2 separate regions of the Triticum aestivum genome follow, and region 1 is linked to region 2. The links are chromatin contacts, called in public Hi-C maps. All regions are on one chromosome and are shown on one strand. The core of a region is the stretch at or near the end of the contact, and the rest is flanking DNA. Distances in the headings are between cores, read along the strand shown.

Evidence for each region. Hi-C and Micro-C count contacts between places; a contact is called where the count stands out from the background.
Region 1: a Hi-C map of leaf shows a contact between it and region 2, with 4 times the contacts expected there. The contact joins the promoter of LOC123079567 here to the promoter of LOC123079565 in region 2. A contact is called at or near these places in 3 of 5 Hi-C or Micro-C datasets (all in leaf) and 1 of 1 datasets of contacts at active chromatin or transcription factors (leaf).

The regions. Positions count from the first base shown.
Region 1 is chr3D:448,850,781-448,856,622 of IWGSC CS RefSeq v2.1, reverse strand. It overlaps LOC123079567, which reads right to left and starts at 3,214. Exons shown (of 5, transcript XM_044502356.1): 1 at 2,940-3,214; 2 at 2,748-2,848; 3 at 1,743-1,863. The coding sequence starts at 2,794.
Region 2 is chr3D:448,509,731-448,515,714 of IWGSC CS RefSeq v2.1, reverse strand. LOC123079565 (DNA-directed RNA polymerases I, II, and III subunit RPABC5) reads left to right here and starts at 3,454. Exons shown (of 5, transcript XM_044502355.1): 1 at 3,454-3,737; 2 at 3,816-3,953; 3 at 4,306-4,364; 4 at 5,605-5,699; 5 at 5,789-5,984. The coding sequence starts at 3,918. The coding sequence ends at 5,814.

The sequences.
Region 1 (5,842 bases), core at 1,965-4,464, 340 kb before region 2:
CTGATCAGCACCATATAGCCAACTAAGAAATAATAGGTGTCAAGGAAAAGTTGTACAGATAAGTATGTTCCTATGGTTGGTTAGATGAGAAATAGTGCAATACAATTATACCAAGTATGTGAATTGCCCCATTCCAAACTACATTGGACTCAGTTGCTTTCACTGGACAATAGTTGCCGTAGATTGTACAAAAAAGAAAGGTTTAGCATATGAACATGAGAGCACATGTGTAACCTTGCAAAACATTCCAAAATTACTTAACAGAAGTCCAATGGTACAGACAATCGACCAAACACCTGAATGTTATGTATTCTGTTGATCTTCATAGCATAGCCTAAATAAAAGAACAAGAGGTTTGCCTAAATTAACATTATTCCTTTTCACTTCCATAGAGTTCGTTGCAACTTTACCAAGATATTACGGTCCATAAAATTGAAATTTATACCTGCAAAGCCTGAAATTAAGATGTGTTACAACATCCTATGAATTTCCCAGGATGTATAAAACTTTTCTTTCACCTTTATCTGCCTTTGTAAGATCAGCAATCAGTTTTTTTTTGTGACAAAACACAAAAATTTTGCGTGCCGATGCATTAATTAGAAAGAAGTGTGTGTTACAAGCCTGAGGCTTAGGCTGGCACTTTGTTAGAGCCAATAGAACACCAAAGAAGACTACAACACGGCCTGGGCAGCATGAATAATCTCCCTGAGGCCTGACGCCCCGGCATCTACCCACACAGTAGCATGTGAGCAGGCAGTGCACATCAGGGGGCACGCTGGTGAAGACCTGCACGTTGTGGTGCCTCCAGATCTCTCAAATAGTGAACTGGATGAGGGATGAAGTGCCCTTGCGCAACACTGCTGCGACGGCATGGATGGCCAAAAACCATCAGTCAGTGAAGCTAGCCGCTGACTGTGGAGGCTGGGCGGGAGATCAGATCCATGCGAGAGTTGTCAGCCAAAAGGCCAGACAGACCATGCATTTTTACTACAGTGAGATTGCAGGCCACAAGTAACGGGTCTGAACAACTATTCAAGTTACATAGAATCCTTCAAAACATTATTTTACATTGTTGTCCACGGTATCATACTAAATAAAAGAACTTAGCGAAATCCCTTGGGCTTGTAGCCTCCTGCAAACCCCTTTTGAACTATGCCGAGTGATGAAAAACTAAAGTGGAAAACTAACACCTTAGCAACAATATGCAGCAGTGAAATCCCTTGGGCTTGTAGCGAAATCCCTTGGGCTTGTAGCCTCCTGCAAACCCCTTTTGAACTATGCCGAGTGATGAAAAACTAAAGTGGAAAACTAACACCTTAGCAACAATACGCAGCAGTGAATAGCCACAGCTGATATGGTGCATTCAGTAGGCAGGATTTGAATGACTCCAGTGATTTACTTCGACTATTAATTACTATAGGTCAGTTATAAGTACGCTGCGTTGTTCATGACAACCTCTTCAATTCAGGCATGCGGTATCAAAACGGACACCAATGCCGCCTGCGTGCGTGTGTGACTGTAGTTTTGCACAAACTAGTCGTGAGTCTTGAACCTATTGAGGTTTGAACTCTGGACCCAGTGCGTTCCTAGTTCTATCTGTACAACCCGTAACATGTGCATAGAGGGACACTGACAGGCATGTAACAGGCCAGTAAAGCAAGATATACTTCCTTTAAACTACAAGTTCATAATGAAAGCTGAACCACCAGTATGCAAACATATCTGAAGCAAATAGTACCAACCCTTGATGCTCTGGTGGTTGAGGAAGATCTAGTGACGGTCCGTTTAGGCACATTTGATGGTGGGGCTTTCTCAGCAACCTCCAGTGCAGGAGCACGGGGTGTTCCCGGGGGAGTAAGAAGCCTGAGGAATGCATTCACATGTTATGTAAATCACAAAAGATTTATCAATAAAAAGCCAAAGCCAAAGCACAAAACACTCGAGCATGAGAAGCATACATCTCATCCAACAGCAAAACACCGCATATTTTGGCAAGCACTGCTCATGCGAATGACATCCAAATAAACTTTAGCCTACATCTTGATGGTCATTTAATCATCTCACCCCAGTATAAGATGTGGTACCAGGTTTTATAGGTCACTACATAATTGCAACTGAAACACTGCAGTAATTCTACACAAAATGGCAACTCAACCAGACTAAGATTGGAAATTAATCAGCTATATTTATGATCGCCAGTTGCTGCCGGGCCAACCTTCAGTTAATCCTACATGGCTTTGACAATGCAATAACTCTGTGGCAGTGCAATTGGAGTATCATTACAGTATCCAATTTAGGATATCCTAAAGTTGGCAATGCTATCAGCCTGCCTATTTGCTGTGGCATTTATCTATTTTGCCTTTCCAAGATACTCCCATGTTTAGATGAGTAATAAAGTGATATACAGTACGTGTTATGTCCCATGCTTTGCTCTGCTAAGAAGGAGCCCACCGACCAACCATCCGGTTGCAGCTAATCCTAACTAAGCCAAACAGCTTCAGTTATTCGGTATCATGCAATCTTAACCAGAAACAATCGCACCTGACACGACCAACAATACCCCACCATATGATTGGGGCAGTACCACAGACTCAAAAACGTCTGAAAACACAGCATCGCAGCCATTACACTAAGCTTGGACCGAGGATTCGCCGTTCGATGGCAAAGGGGGAAAACATGAAATCGCACACAGACTTAGTGAATCAGATCACCGCCAAACGGGAGCAATGATTGGTCTAGAGCATCACCAGTCGTAGTCGTGCTTCCCGATCTCCGTGCCCAGCAGCTCCTCCATCTCTGAATCCCGCCTCAGACTCCGAAAAATCCCCAACTATATGGAGACCAGCAACTGCAAGCACAGAGGGTAGAAAAAATCACTCATAAACTCAAACGCATGCGGCCGGACTCAATCAAAGCAGCGGTAACCACCAGCTACTTACACTGTCTCCGGCGATCCGGCGAGGCGGCCGGGGATCGCTCCGCCGCGCGGGATCCGGATCCCGCTCCCCTCGCGCCGGCGCCGCCGCTCCGAGAGAGCCGCGAGGAGCTCCTGCCACCTTGGCCTTTGCTTGCGGCGATGAGGCGTGCGAGACCGCGACCGGGGCGGGGGAGGAAGAAGCGAGAGAGACGGGGTGCGTGCGTGTGCTCGTCGCGGTTAGTATTTTTTTCTCGTCCCCCCTCTTCGCCTGCGCTGTTTTGATTTCGCCTTCGCTTTTCGAATCGCTGGGCGGGTAAATGCCTGGGGCCTGGCCGTCACGAGATATATCCCTCATGGGACCGGCGGGCGTGCGGGCCCAGTTGCCAGTGGGTGGCTGGGTGCGGGTGGGCGCGGGCGGGGTGGGAGAGGGTGAAAATCGGGCGGTGGGTCTGGAAAAGTCGGCGGCGGGTTTGCTGGGATAGAGGCGACGTGTCGGGGTTATGGGGTCGCACGACGAGATCTCCTTGTCGCCGGGCCCAGCTGTCAGTCGGTTAACGATGGCTAAAGGGGGTCCTCGATCGTGTCGTGGGATGGTGGGGGTCTGGTCAAAATTGGAGCGTTGATTGTTGAGGTGGATCACTGGTCATAGTGGGTGGTTCCATGACCTTTTCTTTTATCGGGTGCTTCCTAAATCTTGAATACTTAGAGCAACTTCAATGGACCGATCCAAACGAACGACATTTTTGTCCGTTTTTTATTCGTTTGGGTCGGCCAGGCGGACACGAACGTACGCTTTCGCGTTTGGGTCGGCGCGTGCGTCCAACGCTGGCTCGCCCCATTTTTGACGGCGCGAGAAAAAAAAGAAAACATGTAATAATTATACATTAAAGCTGACCACGAAGGCCGGTGAGAGTCCACGCGTCCATATTAGCATTAATAAAAACTAAAAATAAACTAAACTACGAGGCGGCGCGCTGCCCTAGGCGTCGTCGTCGTCCTCAGGGTCCGTCAGGTCGATGAGCGCCGGCGCAGGGCCGGCCCAGGAGAACACCAAGTTCCAGAGGGCGTTCATGTCGGGCGCGGGCTCTGCCGCCGCCTGTGCCGCCGCGGCCTGGCACGCTTCCTCATCGGCGCCGTGCTCGAGCATCTCGAGGTACTCGCCGTCGCGGCGCTCCTTGGCCAGCCGGATGTGGTGCCAGTGCTCGAGGTACGGCGCCTCCTGCGTCGGCATCGCCCCCACCCAGACCGGCGGCGCGCGGACCCACTCGCACACTACTCCCGTCCAGGAGTAGCGCTCGATGGGCTCCGGCTCCGGCTCGGCTTTCACATAGGACGGCAGGGACGGCGGGGTCACCGGCGGCAGGACGCAGTCGCCCGCTGCGGAGAGGGCCATGGCCGTCTCGTACGCCGCCTCCTCTTTCTCTGCCGCCGCTCGTCCTCCTCGCTCTCCCGGTAGACCGCCGCAAGGGCAGCCTGGTAGGCGGCCTTCGCCGCCTAGTCCTCCTCACGGACGATGAGCGGGGGCGGTGGCACGGTGCGGTCGACCTCGCGGACGCCGCGTCGCCTCGCCTCCTCATGCTCGAAGGCGAACCAACGCGCCTAGTTGGGCGAGTCAGAGGCGTAGGCGGCGTCGCGGCGCTACTCCGGCGTCAGGAGCGCCCGTCGGCGCCGCACCTCCTCCGCGTGCGCCCTGGGGGATCCTCTCCGGATCTAGGCACCAGTCATGCGGCAGGGTGGCGTTAGGGTACGGGAGAGGCACGCCGTGCTGCCAGTGCCACTCCGCCTGGTGCACAGGCACGTTGACGTGATGCCTCGGCCGGCGAGCTGGCGTCGGCGGAGGCAGGAGAAACTCCGGGCGAAAGGGGATGGCGGGCGACTTGCCCTTGGCCTTCCAGCTGCTGTCGGTGCCGGAGAAGAGCCCCATTTGGCACGGCTAGGGTGGCTAGGGTTTGCCGGCGACGGGGGAGCGAGCGTGGCTAGATGGGGACGGGGACTGGCTGGATGAGGACGGCCCCACCGCACGGTCGGCTTAAAAAAAGACGACCGTCATCGCTGGCGTGTAGGCCCCAGGTCATAAATTAAGCTGACCAGGTAGGTGGCGGGCGGTTGGACGACCGCCAGGTGGGGCCGTGGCGGACACCGAGAAGGCGCGCGTGGCGTCCGTTTCGCGTCCGCGCCGACGCGAAGCGGACTCCATTTGGGTTTGGGTCGCCGCGTTGGGCCTCCTCTTTTGTCCACGCCGACCCAAACGAACGGCGGCAGACGAAATGGGTCGCCTCATTGGAGTTGCTCTTACACATTTACTATGTGGTCAAATATGTACTCCTAAACTGTCAAAAAAAGTGTGTGCCGGTATTTAAATTCCTAACCAGCAAAATTGACTACTCTGTTTGTGTTTGGCAATAATGAAAGTCAAATATGAGCCTCAGCTCCACATGTTGTGCTCACTGATTATCCAGGTCACGCTACACCTTCGGTCAACGACAGCACAGTGTGGTTTAGTTAAATCGAATGGTAAACTGTCAAACTAACAAGAAGCATTCAGGCCTTGAGGGATCGAGGTCAATGCAGGGGTAGCATAGCAGATGAGCCACCTGCAAAAAAAAAAAAAAGCATAGCAAATGAGTACGTGCAACATGGATCAGGAGGAGCTGCTCGCTGCTTGAGTACATTCGATACAATCTGCTCCGAGTTATATAGTACTCTCTCCGTAAACTAATATAAAAACGTTTAGATCATTAAAATAGTGATCTAAACGTTTTTATATTAGTTTGCAAAAGGAGTACATACCATACAAACATTCCTAGTGTCTGTGTGAAGTACTCCTATTTACCGCACTACGCACCAGCAAGCGCAGAACATTGCTCCTAGTACTTCATGAACGACTCGTGTGTATCAACCCGCAGCTGGACGTGCCAAGTGGAG
Region 2 (5,984 bases), core at 2,205-4,704:
CGCATTGTGCGAAGACTAACAAGACAAGATGAAGTGAATGACAAGGCTAACTAAATGAGGAAAATCCAACTAAAATAAGGAGCAACTCAAACTTACGTACCACTGGAAACATCCTCAGCGTCACGAGCAGCTCTTTGATCTCTCCATTTCTTGAGGTAATCTTGCAGCTGCTTCAGCTTTTGATCTTCAGCCTCTTCCATGTTCTTAGCAAGGGCAGTCAGCTTCTGGATATCGTCATTAAGCTTTGTCACTTCGGACTTCATTTGAGCATTGATTATTTTTACTTGATTCTTCAAGTTGGCATTTTCTTTGTACTTCTTCTGCATCTGCTCCTTCAAAGTTGCAATCTCTTGCATCCGAGCTTGCATCTACTGCTTTAAGGCAGTTTCGTCTTGCATCTTCTGTTGCAGCTGCTCTTCCTGGCTGGTGTTGTCCCTAACCGTGTTCTCGGCCGTGGTGATGAACTTGGACATCATTCGAGATTCTTTCACGAGCGTCTTAATCTAAAACAAGAAACAAACTAAGCATAGGGTGCAAGAGTCCTCTATTGGTGAGATGTATCTATGTGTGTGTGTGTGTGTGTGTAAGACGTACTGTTTGCACAGTCCGTTCAAGATCATCCAACTCCCAGCAACCCCGTTGTGGACTGTTTTCAGTTCGTTCACCAACTCAAGTGTTAGCAGCTCCATCATCGCAACATGGCGGCGGTGCTGGGTTGGGATCGGGAGGCGGAGGGGTGGGCTAGAAGGGGATCGGATCGGGAGGCGGCGGGATCGGGAGGAGGAGGGGCTGGGCTAGACGGGGATCGGATTGGGAGGCGGCGGCGGGATCGGGAGGCGGAGGGCCAAGATATATATTGTACTCCGTCCAGTTCAACTTACTTTCTTTTTACAAAAAAAACCAAAAACCTCAACCATTCAATTCTTGCCTAGCAACTGGTTTCAGAGTAGAGGAGCAGTGGATCAGTTCAGTTGTACTGCTCATACTTGTGATTGAGAATAAATGATTTGGAATAATTGGATTAATTGCAATAATAGGGAGGGACTATGTCCTTTGCATTATGATGGAGTAAATAGCATAAAACTACTAGTTTACAGGCTATGGTTCCAAAAAACTACCGAATTTATTTTTTTCGCTGATAACTACCAAGTCAGGGGTTGGCTGTTTCAAAAAACCCCAAATTCTCTTTGTTAAAAAATTAAACAGGTTTATGACAGGTCAGGCCCGCCACTAAACACACCGTTTGGTTGACCATTTGTTTGACCGTTAACTGACTTGTGGGGGCCACATGTCAGCGCCTCATCAACAGAATTTTTACAGATTAGCCCCTACAAATATTTTTAAAAAGCAATCAGGTCCCTGGAATCAATTTCAAAAAGCAATCGGGTCCTTGGACTGTCGCCGCCGCGCCTCCAAAGGGCTCTGCCCGTGGTCGCCGTTGCGCATCCATGGGGCTCCGCCCGTGGTCGCCGCTGCACGTCGCCATGGGTGGTCGCCACCGCGCACTGCCGCCATGGGGCTTCGCCCGTGGTCGTCGCCGCGCACGCCATGGGGGTCCGCCCGCAGTCGTCGTCGCGCTGCCACCCGCGCCGTAGACAGCACCAGCAGTCCCCGCCCGCTCCCGCAACCCCTGACCTCCGCCACCAGCGCGACAGAGCCAGCAGCCCGCACCCACCTCGAGTTGGCGCGAGGAGGAGAGAAGAGGGAGAAGCCGCACTATGGGGAGCACACCGCGGTTGCGGGCACGGCTCGCCGGCCGGAGGAGGCGGCCGCCGGCACACACGCTGCACCATGGATCTGTTGGGGCCGAACGGGAGGTCCACCCCGCGCGCAGTGTACGACGACGGGCGACCGAAGGGAGGCCCGCGGCGACGACGGGGCTACTGGCCGGCGAGCTCCTCACGGCTGGGCTGCTGGCCGGCGAGTTCATCCGGCGGGGCTGCTGGCCAGCGCAGCTCCTATCGTTCTGGAGCACAGGGACGGGAGGGACCCGATTGCTTTTGTAAAAATTTATAAGGACCTGATCGCGGTTTTTTAAAACAGACAGTGACATGTGGCCCCCACAAGTCAGTTAACGGTCAAACAAATGGTCAACCAAACGGTGTGTTTAGTGGCGGGCCCGACCTGTCATAAACCTGTTTAATTTTTTAACAAAGAGAATTTGGGGTTTTTTGAAACAGCCAACCCCTGACTTGGTAGTTATCAGCGAAAAAAATAAATTCGGTAGTTTTTTGGAACCATAGCTTGTAAACTAGTAGTTTTATGCTATTTACTCTATGATGATAGTGCACTACTCAAAATAATAGGCATAGACACTTGTAAGTGCCGAGGTGCGGCAGTCTGAGGCGATCGCGGGCAGCAAACGACTGAAGAAGGTATAGGAGGCCTAGTAGAAGGCGGGAGTGATTTGAACGGGTCAAGCAGTGTTGAGTGGGTCGTCTAGTATGCGTGGGCCGCTGGGCCGTGTAACCACTAGTGGGCCGGCGAAAGATATATAAGCCAGAGTGTAATACTGCTGTAGCATCGAATTTGAAATAGAATCAGTCTGGGCCTCTCATTTTCCCTCTCCTTATCTTATCTTCTACCTTGCGCTGTCCTTCCCTCGCTCAAGTTCGCCATTGCTACCTTCCAATAATTTGGATTAATTGGAATAATAGGGAGAGACTATGTTCTTTGCATTATGATGGTAGTGCACTACTCAAAATAATAGGCATAGATACTCTGCATCTTATATAGATGGCCTATTTACATGCTCCTAGATGGCTCTGAATGTTTTCCTAAAAATATATAGATGGCCTAAAAATAATTCAGAGTATATATAGATGGCCCAAAAAATACTTCTTTTCACTCTGAATCTTATAGACAGTCAAAGAACATTGTACACTGCCTAGCCACTGTTTCATCTTCATCCTAGCCACTGTTTTCAGTAAATGTTTGGATGTCAGGAGTACGATGAAAAATCAAGTTTTCCTCTGTGGTTGTTGATGGTGATCAAACAAGGGGCCATCTTCCTCTAGAAGAAACAAAGGGAGCACTCTCTTTGTGATGTCAGTAAACATGTCACCATGTTTACAGAGAGCGGTTTGAAAAACATGTCAGAATTGTTCCTACAGTTTTTGAAAAGATTTTGATTTTTTTTTTGAAAAAACACGTTTACCGATAGTACTCCTTTTCAAAACACAGCATTTTTACAGAGAGCAGTTTGAGAAAACATGTCAGCATGTTTACAGAGAGACAGAGTACTCCTTTTCAAAGCACGGCTAAAATACCCTCTTTCTAAAATTTTGAAAAGGAATCAAGACCTACAGTTTGAGCACATTTGGCATTGTATTACACACATTTGGCGTGCAAAAAAAAAAAGAATCGGGATTCCTGCTTGCGGAAAAAAAAACATTCCTGGAGTTGGCCTTATTTACGATCAGATGCCACTGCGAAGTGGCCCTTACCTGTTCGATGGACAAGCTCGAAATAATCCCGATCCCCATTATCCTCTGTCCTCGGCCACTCGTCGCTCGTCAACCCTAGCCGCCAGCGACGAGGCCGTCCCGACGCCGCCATCTCTCGTCGCCGGTGAACTTCGTCCGGCGACCCCCTCACCACCCCGACTACCGTCTGGTCCTCGAGCCGCCCTTCCCCGACACCGCGAGTCCGTCCTTCTTCCCAACCTGCCAGCAGCCGACCCCTGCCGCCGGCGACGCTGCTCTTCTCCCCCGCCGTCGCCACTTCAGAGGCTCAAGGTGAGCTCGTCCAGAACCAGATGTGCAACCCCATCCCTCTCCATTCATTTTTCATGTCCTCTCTCACACCGTTTGCAGATTAATCCTCTCTCACTGACCCTCTCCTTCGTCCCGAAAACCCTTGTTCCCCTTTCCTTCTTCTCCAGCGGCGGCGGCAAAGGCGGAGGCAGAGGATCCAAGATGATCATCCCGGTTCGCTGCTTCACCTGCGGCAAGGTAAACCCCATCACCCCCACCGCCCCACGCCGCGGCTTAGGGCACATTGCCTCTTAGGGGGTATGCACTCTTCTTCTAGGTTTATGTGGTGGTACACTAAGATTTTTCTCATCGATCCTCTCAAATAACCAGGCGATGTTTGTACCCAAGATTTAATGCTAGGGTGTAGTTGTTGTGTGACACATCAATTTTTCTAGGGTTAAGCTTACTGAAAAGTATTCCATTTAAACTTCTGTGAATAGCTCTGCATGTTTTTTCCTATCTACATGTTCATATAATGAATTGGGAGAATTCTTGGCCTTTGCCTGAAGAAAGAGATCAACTCACAAGATCAGTTTTTATGCTTGGACAGGTGATCGGGAACAAGTGGGACCACTACCTCGATCTTCTCCAGGCCGATTACACTGAGGGGTAAACATTTATGCATCCTGGTTCCTGGGCTCCGGTTTGATTGTGCATATTGTACTGGCTCTGCCTTTGATCCTGATTTGGTGGATGAGGCCTTGAGGGAGCCTGCATTTGCAATGTCGGCTTCTTTTCATTTTTAGCTAGAAGACTAGTATGCTGTATATCTTGTGACGTACATGGTGCACCACTGAACACCATAGCGTACCTGATCCATAATGCATGAAAACTGAAAACTAGTGGCTGTGTCATGCACCTTTTGATGCATTTGGGGGCCCTTACTAGTGTGGTGCTTCCCTGTTTTAGATATTTCATAAGCCTTCTACTTGCCCTTTCACTGAACTGTCACTTTGACTGGGATGTATGGAGCAATTAGAATTATTCCAGTGTTAAACCAAATGGCTAAGAATGGATGATAGTTGCTATGTTTGCATCCTATTACGTGTTTTTCCCTTTGTTAAAGTTTTATCATATTTTCTTAGTGTCGAACGTAACTAGGTACTTAAGAGTATGGTAGTATACTAATCTTTGTAGTCTTTGCAAAACAATATTTCACCTTTTTAGCCATGTGTACTCTCCATACTCTGCATGCTGTGTCGTAATGTTATGTTGAATAATATTGTGTATCTTAAATGGACACTAGAAAGACAAAAAAACAGAAGCTGATGATGACTGTAATTTTTATTGCATACGATTGTATTATATTTTCTTATTATCGGACGCAGCGAGGTACATAGAGTATAGTAAAGAATGTCATCAGATTAGCCATATGTACTCCCCACCCCTACTCTGCATACCGATGTTATTGTGTAACAGTATGGTGTTTCTTGTTAATGAACACTATAATGACAAGACAAATGTTCATGTGTAAAATTGTAAATTATATTACATACATATTATAGTTACGAACACATTGGAGTCTACCGTTGAGTGTGGCTGAGGTGCTTGGTTTCTGAAATGTTGGAATCTTTGCTCGATGGTGTTCCACCTCGACATTTGCGTCTATGTTTTTGTTCCCCATGCTTAAGACTAGGAAATCACTACTTATTTGTCAATACAGTTCCTAAAAACTAGAAGAGCATCCTTACCCTACCTATTTTTTTTACTTTTCTAGAGATTAGAATTATTAGAAGGGACATCGGTTATGGTTTATTAGATAACTTTATTGCTAATATTGTATATAATGTTTACAACTATTATATTGAAATCTGATTTTATCCATCTTTCTGCTGTTGTATGTTGTTAGGGATGCTCTGGATGCCTTGGGTTTGGTACGCTACTGCTGCCGCCGTATGCTCATGACCCATGTTGACCTCATCGAGAAGTTGCTCAACTACAACAGTAAGTTGATGCTGTTATGTGACTATGTAAGCTATATTCTGCTGCTTCCTTTGTTATTTCTTTTGGAACTGACAGTAGTTCATTTTCAGCCCTGGAGAAGACGGAGACAAGTTGAGTTAATTGAACCCATTCTGCCTCGAAACCCTTGTTCCTTTGTAGTTTTCAAGATGGATGGTATGCTGTTTCTTATGTCAGTGCTTAGGAGGTGCCAAGTGTGAGGTCCTGAAATGAAGTTGGTTTGTTCATGAATCTCCAAGGACTGTTAGTGTGACCATCTGTTTCTAC